Regions from separate parts of the Hordeum vulgare genome. Here all the other regions are linked to region 1. Evidence: chromatin contacts called from public Hi-C and HiChIP or PLAC-seq data. All regions are on one chromosome and are shown on one strand. The core of a region is the stretch at or near the end of the contact, and the rest is flanking DNA. Distances in the headings are between cores, read along the strand shown.

Region 1 (4,272 bases), core at 862-3,361:
CATATGGCACTGTAACCTGTGTGCATTTGGAATTGCATTCGCCTGACGATATTTGAAAGATATATTACTTCTATTTAGATGTGGGAATAATGAACAGGAGGCATGAAAGGCCCCACAAGATAGCGACTGGTCACCAAACACCAACTGAAAGAAGACCATGAAATCAATGTACTATACATAATTATATTAGTTGCTCAGTTATTTATTTATTTATTTATTTGCTCGCATGTCACACGAGCGCAGTATTTTAACTCCATTGCTGTACACTTCCAAATAATTCATGATTGTGTCTGATGAAAAAGATCTCAAGTATACTCAACCACCGCTCTTGAGAGCCAGCATTTTTCAACTATGGCAATGGATTGATCTGTCGGTCCCCATCCTGGGCCATCAGATGCAGTTTTTAATACTAGTACTTTATTAGAAGCAGCACGATTCAAAGGCGCGTCCACACATATTACTTTGAGGGCGATGATTGAATTGAAGTCTCTTTGTTCTATGGCGCAGACAATTAACTGGATCGGATCGATCATTCTACTTCCTGTCGGATATCATATAGTATGAACGTCAAGTTGAAAAACACCAGATTTGAGCACGCTTCACCATGAGCAGGCACAGTATTGGGCACACATTGGTTATTACTGATACAGGAGCACGTGTGGGAAAAAAAAAACTGCAGAAATTCATTAGTTACCTGAACGTCCAGCAGGAGCCGCAATGGGCCTGGTTTTTGACGGGGCTGACGATCCCATCCTCCCTCCAGTCTTTCTGCAGCAATGACAACATCACTTACTCCCCACATTAATGGAGTCGATTGGTACGTACACCAACTCTGCTGCTTGCTGGATCAAGCGACATAATACTTGCAAATTAAGCGTCAACGGCTACAACAGGATATAGTCTATGCTATATATACACTCGTCTTCGCACAACCATACTAGTTATAAATAGCAAGAAATGTTGTGCGGCAATCCTTAATTACCACCATGCTACTTGGCAAATTAACATTTCCTGCTCTTTCATTGGCTGGTGTACATACGATAGAAGTAACTTTTAACTACAATATGTGCCGGGACCGTGGAAAATACAGTGACGAGCAAAATCCTGCAGCAATTCAGGCAAACCAGAAAGCTCGACAGATAGCTGGTTTGAAACCCAAATAAATTACTTATCCTGGCTTTCGAACGGAGGATTGACATCGACTGAAACTGACCATGTGACCCTGCTCGTCCTCAGCAACCGTTACTAACGTTACAATACAGGGACCATTCCTACGCAGCTACGCTACCAACAGTTCATAATTAATTGATGGGATGTTCTGCGGTGAGAGTAGTAAGTAAAACTTGGCACTTACGGTCTCCGGGAGCGCGGCGGCGTCCCGCATGAGGTGGTTGCCGGCGAGCGTCGCCGAGCAGGTCTGCGCCGCGCCGAGACGGGTCGCCTGGAACTCCTCCCAGCTCATGTCCGAGAAGCCTGCGGGACGACAGCAAAAGCGACGAGCGTTTAGAGGAGGACCCGGCGGGGCCGGAAGCGGGCGGCGGGGATTAGAGGATGGTCGGGGGTCGTACGGTTGATGCCGAGGCGGTAGGGGAGGCCCTTCCGGTTGGTGGAGCGCACCTCCTCGAGGCTCTCGGAGAAGATCCGGAACCGCCTCCGCACCTCCGCCGCGCTCTCGTAGCTCTTGCCGTACCTGCGAAAGCGGATCGAACGGACCGGCCGGGACGTCAGCTGCCATGAGGGACGGCGGCGGCCGGACAGACGGAGAATCGACGGCTGGGCGGAGGATTGGGGGTGCGTAGCAGTAGCACGGACCTGACGGCGAAGCGCGCGAAGCGGAGGGCGTGGCGGGTGCGGCCGAGCGCGCCGAGGACGGCGGACTCGAGCGTCGAGGCGGCGCGGTCGGTGACGGGCCGGATCGGGTTGGAGTCGGCGAAGGAGGAGGAGGAGGCGACGGCGACGGCGGCCGTGGCCAGGACGGCGAGCGCCAGGAGGAGGACGCGGGCGTGGGCCATTTCGTTTCGCCGGCGGATAGGTGGCAGTATTTTACTGGGTTGGGTAGGCGGGCGGGAGGAGCTCGCGTCCCGGTGCCGGGGGTTTTATATATCGGGGCGCGCACCGGGGCACGCTTGACCACTTGTTTGAGACTCTGTACGCAGAGGATATTTGTGATCTGCAGTAAGTATAATCTACTTACTCTAGCGAGGATTATTCTTTGTCTCAATATTCAAGAGCCAAAATACCAGGCGTGGCACACATGTGCGGCTATGTACTAAGGGCATCTCCAACACCCTCAAATTTGCTCCTGTATCTATCCACTGACAAGGTACAATTCGCAGTCTCCCACATACGGATGCGAAATCTAACCATCTAACGTTACATGTATACAATTCTTCAAACAGTAGTTTAAATTCATGCAAACCAGCTGGTTTTCATATAAATCGAAACCCATTCGTTATAAATCAGACATGTTTCATTAAGAAAAGAGCAGTTAGAGCAAGTCCAACGGACGATCTAAACGGACGGCGAATTTGTTCGTTTTTTGTCTGTTTGGGTCGGCCGTCCGGCTGGCCTCCGTCCTGTTTTAGATTTAGGTACGCAGTGCGTCCAATTCGTCGACCCATTTTATGTCCGCAATCAACATTTAAGAAAAGGCCCGTCACCGGTCATGCGAGCGGCAATGTCTCATGTCAGCATCATGCCAAAAGATGAAGCTCGCGAGCCGGCCGACACACATGCCAGCACATAAAAAGGGTGGGACTTGAGTTCGACCACGCCATCGCGGCCCCCGTGGTCATGCCAGCACACCTGCCGGCATCCAAAAAAGATGGCGCTCGCCGCCATAGATCACTCCTCGTCGAACTTGAGCATGTCGGTCTGCATCTTCTCGAACCACGACCTCTTCCTTGGCGACACGGTGTTGACATCCACCTTCATGATCTCCACCCCTGTCATCATGCTCGCGAGAGCCACTTCTTTGGCCTTGGTCTTGGCGTTGACGACCTCGGTGTCTAGCATCTTGGATTCCTTCTCCGCCTCCAACTCGACGGGGAACTCATGGTCGAGAGGGAAGCCGTCCAGGTTCAGGCCGACTTGATCACGCATGAAGGTGGCCTGATCTTCATTCTAGCCAGCGGGCGATGTGAACGCCACTCGGCCATCCTGGCTTTATGTCTCGTCGGGATCGAAGCCAGCGGCCTGCGCACCACCCTCGAAGATCATGTTCTGCATGTAGTCGTCGTCGCCGGCGGGCCACATTCCGTCGAACAGGTTGCGCGTGCCCGGCAGCTGGTCAGCTGGCGTCTGCCGCACGCGTTTCCTCGCGCCCCCAGCTGATGAGCCAGCGGCCACCGGTGCAGCGTTAAGGTCGATGGGCGCGGGCACGGGCGTGGAAGACGCGATCACGCTCACCTCGGGCGAGCACTCCCCCGAGAGGCGGGAGGCCTGCGGGTAGATGTGGAAGCCGGGCACCGGGTTGCAAGCCGACGTGTCGGGCGAGTCGGCCAGCACCGTCCGAGGGAAGGCAGATGAGCCGGTGCTGACCGCGGCGGCCACGACAGCGTTGACAAGGCCGTGCTGGCTAGGGTTTAACCCCAGCATGCAGAGCGCCTCCCTCGTTGCCGCCGCGACGCAGGCATTGGTGACCCGTTGCTGCGCGGCGGCCGCCGCGATGGCTTCATCCCTCGCGTCCGCCGCGTGCCTCCGGTCCTTCCTATTGGCCGACTCATTTGCCCGTTGTTCGAGCGTCAGCACCTTCTTCGGCTTCGGCGCTGCGGCCTTCCGGGGGGGCGAGGCTTGCCTTTGCCGGACGAGGCGAGGGAGGTGAGGACGGTGTTGGAAATATGCCCTAGAGGCAATAACAAATTGGTTATTATTATATTTATTTGTTCATAATAATCGTTTATTATCCATGATAGAATTGTATTGATTGGAAACTCAAATACATGTGTGGATACATAGATAACACACTGTCCCTAGTGAGCCTCTAGTTGCCTAGCTTGTTGATCAAAGATGGTCAAGGTTTCCTGGCCATAGGCAAGTGTTGTCACTTGATAACGGGATCACATCATTGGGAGAATGATGTGATGGACAAGACCCAAACTATGAACGTAGCATATGATCGTGTCAGTTTATTGTTATTGTTTTCTGCATGTTAATATATCTGTTCCTATGACCATGAGATCATGCAACTCCCGGACACCGGAGGAATACCTTGTGTGTAACAAACGTCACAACGTAACTGGGTGACTATAAAGGTTCTCTACAGGTATCTCC
Region 2 (4,272 bases), core at 1,298-3,797, 180 kb before region 1:
CCATGGATATCATGGACTTCATCCATTGTCAAATTCTTCCTGATGATGTGCAAAAACCAATTAGCAAACGTACAGAAAACAATGGTTCATCACCATATTTTGTAATCACATATAATGCAAACAAGTACTAATACATACTTCTGCATCTTGGAGTAAACACTGTAAAGGTTTTTGTTCCTTCCAGAAAGATTGTGATATGAGATGCCTGCTTCCCTCAGACCTTCATCCAGTGTATCCACAGCAGATGTGATTAGTGCCTCATCAAAGGTTTCTGCGAATTTTGATGACAGCTCCTTGTGCTCTTCCGGGTTCAAGTGCTTGAAGCAAAGATTTTCCAGCTGGTCTTTCCAGCTAGCAATCCCCAATCGATTGGCCAAAGGCACAAAGATCTCCATGGTCTCCTTCGCAAATCTTTGTTGTTTGACCAAAGGCAAGGCTTCTAAGGTCCTCATGTTATGCACACGATCTGCTAGCTTTATTAGAACAGCCCGTGCATCGGCCATTGCAAGGAGCATTGTATGCAAGCGATCTGCTTCAGCAGTTCTGCTTGCCGTGTTGTTATCACGAGCAAGCTTGCTCAAGTGGCTCAGCTTCGAAACCTGAACAGATTAAGACAGAAACTATCAGCTTGCAAAATCAGAACACGGCAGCCAAGCTATCAAAAGTATGAAACAGTAGATTGAAACCCACACTACATGCCATTAAAGTGAAGTTTCTGCGTGCCAAATAATTTTCTAATGGTGTTGAATTCTTTTGGAGTATGATCAAAGCAAAAGCACAGATTAAAGAACAGAGTAAACATAGCACAACTTTTGTTACTATCATATATAAAAGTCATATGCGTTGGGCTTCATCCAAGAATTTTTATTAGCAAATGATACGATAATGAAGGTGAAAGGGAAATGCGCATGATCATTTGGCTTAAATATAGGGAGGCATGCTGCAGGCCGTCATAATTTAGATCACAATAATTGCAGTAGATCCAGCCAACAGCTTGAGGATACCAAAGAATACGAATGCACTAACTACCAAACCCATTATCCGGATCCCTCTAAAACAATGGTCAAAATCCATGAGAAGAGGAACACGTACCCCTTCCACGAGATCAGCCACGCCAGCACCGAACATGTGGAAGATGTGATCGTAATCCACGAACGAATCATCAATGGTGTCGTGCAGAAGCCCAGCAGAGACGACCGTGGCGCTCGCTCCGATCTTTGCCAGCAGCACGGCCGTCTCCACGCAATGTTGCAAGAATGGATCGCCGCTCGCCCTCGTCTAATCATAGAACAAGAACAAACCAAACGAGATTTAGTGATCATAATCCAGAAATTAATATTGAACAGGCGGGGAAAGTGATAATCGGGTCGCGGGGCTTCACCTGGCCATGGTGAGCCTTCTCGGCCTCGAAGAAAGCCTTCACCACGAGTTCCTCGTGGAAGATGCGGTGGCGAGCCTGAGCACCGGCGAGGAGCTCCTGGGCGTAGGGCTCGCAGGCGGGGCTCGCCCCCGCGAGGTTCTCGTCGAGCTCGAACGCGAGCTCGCCGCCGCCGACCTCGGGCCGCGGGCTGGTGGCCGGGACGTAGTCGATGCAGGAGCCGAGCGCGTTGCGCACGAAGCCGGAGAAGAGGCGGTCGCGCTCGCGGCCGGTGAGCCAGGAGGCCGACGACGGGCTCCGGGAAGCCGGCGAGGACGAGGGCCCCTGGAAGACCGAGACCGGGCTGTGGTGGTGGTGGTGGATGTCGCGCCACTTGAGCGGCGAGGGCGAGTGGGAGTAGCCGCCGCCGCCACCGCCACCGCCGAAGCTGAGGTCGTCGGATCCGTCGTGCCAGAGCGCGCCGAGCTCGTCGTGCGCCGGGGCGCGGGGCGGCGCGGCGGCCGCGGCCGGGGAGGAGAAGAGGCAGGAGAGGCCGCCGGCGCCGGCGCCGGCGGCCGGGCGGTGGGAGGCGGCCGGCGGGGGCGGGGCCGCGGTGCTGCACGGCGACGAGCCGCGCGAGCCCGGGTCGAACTCGGAGGAGGAGGAGGAGGAGTAGGCGGCGCCCGGCGGGGTGGTGTACAGGGAAATCGCCGACAGGGACATGGTCGCCAGAACCAGAGATACTGCCTCCGACGAGCTCGAATCGGAACTCACAGCCTCTCAACTGCGCACCAAACTGGACGGCGGCGCCGAGGATCCCAGCGGAGACGAACCCGAACCAGGGGGGCGGAAGAGCGCGCGCGAATTTGGCGTCAGATTCTGGCCTCAGCGAGGTGGAGTCGACGCATTCGGGGGAGGCTCCTGGACGGAGGAAGGAATCGGGAGCTCGAAGAACCGGGGCTGCTTTGGGGGTGGAATCGAGGCTGCGGAGGAGGGATTGGGCGCTGGATTTTGGATCCTCTGGCGTGGGCTAATGAAGGGGATTTGGGGGCGGGGGCGAGCCTATCCCGTGCGCGTGAGGGAGAAGCGAGGAGCAGGAATTGGGGAATAATTTCGTCGCGTGTTTATTCTGGGGCCGGGTTGGGTTGGGGTTGCTTGCGCTGCGTTCGCGGCGTGTGGATTTTGGTGCGTCAAGTGAAGGAATCCAGGGCCCTCGTTGCTAATTATAGGAAGGCGGCAGGGGGGTATGAATGTCCGAACTGCCCTCCGGGGAGCAGGAATCTCGCGTTATTATCTGCGTGCACAGGAATTCGGGTCTAGTGCCATAAATTTACCATGTCGGCTTATTGCCTAGTACTTCATCCGTTCTCCTCCATCCGTTCTTAAATATAAGTCTTTGTAGAGGTTTCATTAATAGACTCCTAGTAAAATATTTTAAAAGACTTATATTTAAGAATGAAGGGAGGAAAATATAACTCTCTCAACTTTTTACTAGTTTTAATATAAAATTATACTAAGTTTAAAACAATTATTTTAAAACGGAGGAAGTACACGGTTTACAATTCCCACTCGATCAAGTGGCATTATCAATATTGTTTTCGAACATACGTCATTCCATGGGTACAATGGCATATACAGTGCATAGACTCAGGGTAATGCTTAATATGCCAGATATGATCGGATGGTAGGAGGCGGGTGTTTGAAGAGAAAATGTATGGTCCGATGTAAAAAGCTGAAAAGTTAGAATGGAAAGTAGAGATGCATGTGTATTAGAGTTTTTATTTTTTATTCTTTGATGGGGCATCCTGATGATAGCTTGCATTGGAGAGAAAAAAATCAATATAGATGTCTCAAGCTACCTTTTTATCATGGGGCAAGTGTACTCATATGCCATCATTGTACATGTCTAAAGGCATGTGCAAATGCAAGTCTCTTAATGTGGTTTCATAGTCATTTTGCTTATGTCACATTGTATTTATTGAAAAAAGATAGTGAGGTTGTATCTTAGCTAACATACAACATTGGCACGTGGTCATGGGCAAAAAAAATGCTAACCCAATCACATGCATGCATGAACCACAAATCATTAAATTTAGATACATCACATAAGCCTATTCATAGTGGGAAGTATCATATAGTAGTATCATGCATATGAAATTATGTTTGATAATATCTTCATAGTGCATAGTATCGTAAACTAATATCATAAATGGTCTCATTTATTTACATGCATGACACATAGTACCGTTGCATTTAGCATGATACCATATCTACCTATGTTACTCTAACCCCCTCTCTCTTTTTTAATTATTTGTCACATAAGCATGTTTGATAGTCCCAAGGATATGATACTAGCTATGATACCCCGTTATGGCCAGCCTAAGATACATTGCATTGTCCTGGTTGTTTCTTATGTTTTTATTACGTATATGATTACGTATTAAGAGACGATGCATTGACACATGCCTAAACTTCATGTAAGAAGCGACAAAGAGGCTCATTAAGGCATGTTCAATGGTTGATACTAAGACAATCTTATCTTTAAGTTTGCATGTAATTTGAAGATGAAAAATATGTTTAGAGTGGGTCATATTTTAGCTTTTTTGTGGGAGAAAGATATGTACTCAATCAAAATTTCAGCATAATCGTCTCCAACAAAACAAACGACCTCTGGAGGTCCTAACCCAAACCAAGTCATAGTTTTATCATCTATTCTCACAAAATTGCCAAATAAATAGCTCTATTCTAAGAGTGAGACCCAAGAGTAATACAAGAATTACTCAAACTAAGCAGCTATTGGAAATATGCCCTAGAGGCAATAATAAAATAGTTATTATTATATTTTCTGTTTCAAGATAATCGTTTATTATCCATGCTAGAATTGTATTGAATGGAAACACAAATACATGTGTGGA
Region 3 (4,272 bases), core at 889-3,388, 140 kb before region 1:
TCCCCGAGCCTGTCGTACGACTCCTGGATGCGCTCCATGCCGGCCTCGATCTTCACCCTCATCTCGGCCTGCCCCTCCTTGAGCTCCGCCTGGGAGGCGGCGATCTCCTTGGACCGGTCGGAGATGGCCCTGGAGTGCGCGAGCACGTCGTCGATCTGCGCGCCGACGCCCTTGGACGTCTCGGCGAGGCGGTCCGCCTGCGCCTCCATGGACGACAGCGCGTCCTGCACCTTGCCGGACTCCTTGATGATCTCCTCCGACCGTGCCTCGATCACCTCCAGCTTCTCCTCCGCCGACTTGGAGGACCTCGTGAGGTCGTTCACCAGCCGCTCCGTGCTGTGCTTGAAGGCCTCCGCCTGCAGCTGGTGGCACAGCGTGTTGGTCTCCAGGAAGAACTCGAGGAACACCTTGCTCTCGGAGTCGCCCAGATTCTTGCGGCAGTGCACCATCCTGGACCCGCCGGCGCAGGACGGGAAGGCCGGCCGGCCAGAGTCCTCCTGGTAGCAGCTGCTGAGGTGCCACGCGAGGCGCGCCTGACGCTCCTTGTCGGCCATGATCTCGCCGCAGCCGGCGAAGAGGTTGCGGTACGCCTCCTGCCAGCAGTTCTTGGGCCCCGCGAGCTTGTTCCGCGCGTTCTCCAGCAGCTTCAGCCCTCGCGGGTTGTTGGTGCCGTCCATTGAGAAGTCGGCCACCGCGCCGTCGAGCTCCATCATCGGGGCCCGGTCACCGGCCGCCGAGGACGACCGTGACGAGAAAATGTTCCATGATAGCCCGCTGCTCCGCCGAGGGCATAGCCACAAGCAGGCCAAAATCAACAGCACAAACGATGCATTTTTCCTCATGGCTCTGGTCGAACCAGAAAAACAGTGATCTTGAGTCAGAGGTCGATTCCGGTGCAAATCTTCCCTGGCAAAGACAAGGATGGTCAAGAAGGCGAGAATTAAAACGTATTCACTGGATGCAGATTGTTCTCATGCTCGCATCATAATTCGTAGTATTAAACTCTGAAATTCTTGATTAATTACCAAATTAAAGAGGCGAGATCAAAATTCCAACTTCTTGGTGCCAATTACTCGATCACGTACGATAAAACCCAACTAGCAGTTCCAGCCTAAAGCGATCAGGCAAACTTCCCGCTGCAACAAACGGGATGGACGATCGTCTCCCCAGCAGAAGAAGAACAGAGAGAGGCAACGGGCTGTTGCAGATGTGTGCCCTGCCGTGTGAAAGGGGGGCCGGATAAATATAGTGCTCCGCGTTTCTTCCCCGGCAAGGCAGAGGTCAGATCCGATCGGAGATTTACAAGGGAAAAAAAAATAGTAGGTCGGTTTGGGGACTTTTGACACCACGGATGAAAGGGACCCGCGCGCGCACTCGCACTAGCACTCATGCAGTGAGCAATGGCGGTTTCGTCCTCTTCCTTTGGAGTTCCCTTGTAAAGTTAGTTAATCAATCCTCGACACAACTGGCAACTGGGGATGTCGATGGAAATGCCGAAAGAGAAGAGAGCTCAGAGATCTCTTGCCATGCTATGTTCCGTTCCCGGCAAGGAAGCTCTGTTAATTGCAGTAAACCACCAGTTGGATCCCAAGTTCCCAACCAACTAATGTTAAGTCGGCGCCATTGTAGGTCGGTGGCACTGCCTTATTCCACAAGATTCAGAGGGAGCAGGCCCAGCCATGTCAGAGCGAAGCAATCCCCCCTTTCTCCTACCCGGGACGACGTACGCGGCATTGTGTTGAGTACTGAGCACTGACTGACATGAACGCCGGAGCATGTGGTTCTAAAACCATCTTATAGAAAATGAAGCTCTTGTATGCAAGAAACACTAGGATCTACTGTACTTAATTCATCTAAACAGACACCACGGTCTACGGCTGGGTTCGTGAACCGCGCCGCATCGCAGCCATGCACCGGTGAACAAGCAGAGGAAATTAGAGAGAGACTCGGTCGCAAAACCAGAATTGGCAAGAAACTAGGCGCCATTCCATCACTCGGAAAAGAGAAGAGCGGCGGGGAGAATGATCTGCGGGAGGGAACTCACCGGCGGTGGCGAATCAGACCGTTGGCTTGGGTGGAGGCGATGGTGGGGAGGGGAGGAGCGTCCTGACGACAGCAGGGGACGATCGAGACAGGGACCGGCGGGGCGGGTGAGTGGCGCGCATATATATAGTGGGGGTGGCCGGCTGTGGTTTGGACGTTTGGTAGAAGAAGAAGCAGACGAGAAAGAAACTGGCGGGGCCGGCGCGGTGAAAACGTCGCGTTGGTTCGCGCGGAAGGGCGCTTCCTCCCCGCGTACGAAAGAAAATGGGAACAGTGGTCGAGAGCCGCACCGCCGCGTGGTTAAATTTGGTCACTCGTTACGCCCGTTCAGTGGAGAGACGCGACCTCATCACGGACAGGATCTGTACTAAGTAGTAGTACTACCGTCCATATTTACCAGCGTGCTGGCATTTCCGCGAAATGCAAAACTTGTGATTAGATTTTTTTTGGGGCTAAAACTTGTGATTAGATGAACACTTTGGGGAAATGGTGGAAGCAGATCACTCGTGTATGCAGTTAGGCAGATAAAGCAACTAGTACGAAAGGTGGATGGCGTTCCTCACGTCTATCTCGTCTCCCTTGCCGCAGGCACGCCCACAGCGGCGCTCCTCGTCCCCCTGCACGATCGTGTGCCGCAAGCCACACCCGGGGTGGGCATTCTCGGGCCTGGGCCCGTGTCGAGCGTCGGGCAGGGAGAGGCCCCGGCCCCGCTAAGGGAAGGCCCGCGTGCTACAGGAAGCGGCGATAGGGTTTCGGTGATATCCCCACCCACCCCCGCAGCGTCGCCCATTCCAGATCTCGCCTCCCTCTTCGGCCACTTCTGGGGGAAAAGCTAGGGTTTCGCCACCTAGGGTTTCGCCTTCCTTCGGCTGGTGGGAGGGGAAGGTTGGAGGGGATAGTAGATCATTCGTCGAGGTGACAGCGTCGCCGCCGCGGAATCCACCCATGGCAGGGCGAGAGATGGGTGGTCGTGGGTTCCGCGGAGATGGAGGTGGAGAAGGTCGATTCGGGCGCGGTGGACGTGGTGGTCGGATCGGACCTGGAGGAGGTCGCGGCCACGGCGGAGGCGGAGGCGGTCGCAACATGGTGTGGACGCGCGAAGCCGAAGACGGCGGGCAAAACTCTTCCAACGTAGATCCACGACATGGTGTTTCCGACAAGGCCAGATGGGAGGCGGCGGCCATGGAGGTGCAAGGAGGAGCCCGCGGGGAGAAGTGGGGCGACAACAGCACCCAGGTCCCCGCGGGTGGATCTGCGGGGGGAAGACTTCAGGAGACGCGTCGACAACATCTTCATCAACCTCCTGATCATCGACATCCTACTCCCGGCAAGAGGAACGCCTCTCCACTAGTGGGAGGCACTGAGGTTTGCGTCACTTGCAAGGATCCTGAGCACTTGCCTATTTGCTGTCCGCGTGCTATCTGTGGTAGATGCGGGATTCATGGACATCTGGCCCCTATATGCAATAATGTTCTTCCATGGGAGTGCGTAGCACCCATGTGTGGGTTCCGGCAGAGGGGAAGGCCTTTTTCTATATCCATGATCATAGTACGCCCAACCAGACTACTGATAGGAACATGTTTATTGTGATTTCGGTGGTTGAGGGTCATGCATCTGGTAGACAGTTGGAGAATTTTTTTAACACATATATCAATACTAATTGGAGGTGCTCGACCAGATCTATTGGCCCTAATACCTTTGTTATGAGATTTCCATCTCCTAGAGATGTGGATAAACTTGCTTTGCTGAAAGTATGAACGTTAAGAGCTGTGGTGCTGTGATTAATCTGAGAAAATGGTCTGAATCTGTGGGGGCTAAAGGGTTGTTGAATGTTGCTTGGGTCAATGTGAGTAACATTCCTCTAGATAAGAGACATGAGAAGAATATTGCTTATGTGGGATCTCTGGTGGGAGTAACTTTGGAAATTGATAAAGCCACTATAAATAGGCCTGAATCTGTTAGAATTAAGCTGGGTTGTAGGGATGCTGAGGACATTCCCGCTTCAGCAGAAGGGGTGTTGGGATGACACTTTTATGATTTCTTCTTCTCTGTTGATAAAATCCCGATTAAAAATCCTCCAAGAGAGAGAATTGGAGTGCAGCAAGAAAATGAGGAAGGTAATGCTGCTAAAAAAGCTAGGTTTAATACTGATACTCGTGTTGAAAGAAATATTGCATCCTCATCTAATATGGGGGAGTCTTGGGCTCCCCCAGGAACAATTGGAGGTGG

What was found. A called contact is a pair of places that touch in the nucleus more often than the background predicts. HiChIP or PLAC-seq counts read pairs in DNA pulled down with a chosen protein or histone mark.
Region 2: a contact with region 1 is called in an H3K4me3 HiChIP or PLAC-seq map of embryo, with 2.3 times the contacts expected there. The contact joins the promoter of LOC123396849 here to the promoter of LOC123396943 in region 1. A contact is called at or near these places in 1 of 6 Hi-C or Micro-C datasets (seedling) and 1 of 1 datasets of contacts at active chromatin or transcription factors (embryo).
Region 3: a contact with region 1 is called in a Hi-C map of leaf, with 3 times the contacts expected there. The contact joins the promoter of LOC123396000 here to the promoter of LOC123396943 in region 1. A contact is called at or near these places in 2 of 6 Hi-C or Micro-C datasets (leaf and seedling) and 1 of 1 datasets of contacts at active chromatin or transcription factors (embryo).

Annotation. Positions count from the first base shown.
Region 1 is chr5H:429,809,978-429,814,249 of MorexV3_pseudomolecules_assembly, forward strand. LOC123396943 (thiol protease aleurain) reads right to left here and starts at 2,112. Exons shown (of 8, transcript XM_045091699.1): 1 at 1,813-2,112; 2 at 1,569-1,690; 3 at 1,355-1,473; 4 at 695-768. The coding sequence starts at 2,012.
Region 2 is chr5H:429,632,557-429,636,828 of MorexV3_pseudomolecules_assembly, forward strand. It overlaps LOC123396849 (probable GTP diphosphokinase RSH3, chloroplastic), which reads right to left and starts at 2,548. Exons shown (of 6, transcript XM_045091648.1): 1 at 1,382-2,548; 2 at 1,093-1,278; 3 at 139-599; 4 at 1-39. The coding sequence starts at 2,080.
Region 3 is chr5H:429,673,597-429,677,868 of MorexV3_pseudomolecules_assembly, forward strand. LOC123396000 (protein GAMETE EXPRESSED 1-like) reads right to left here and starts at 2,139. Exons shown (of 6, transcript XM_045091025.1): 1 at 2,045-2,139; 2 at 1-906. The coding sequence starts at 842.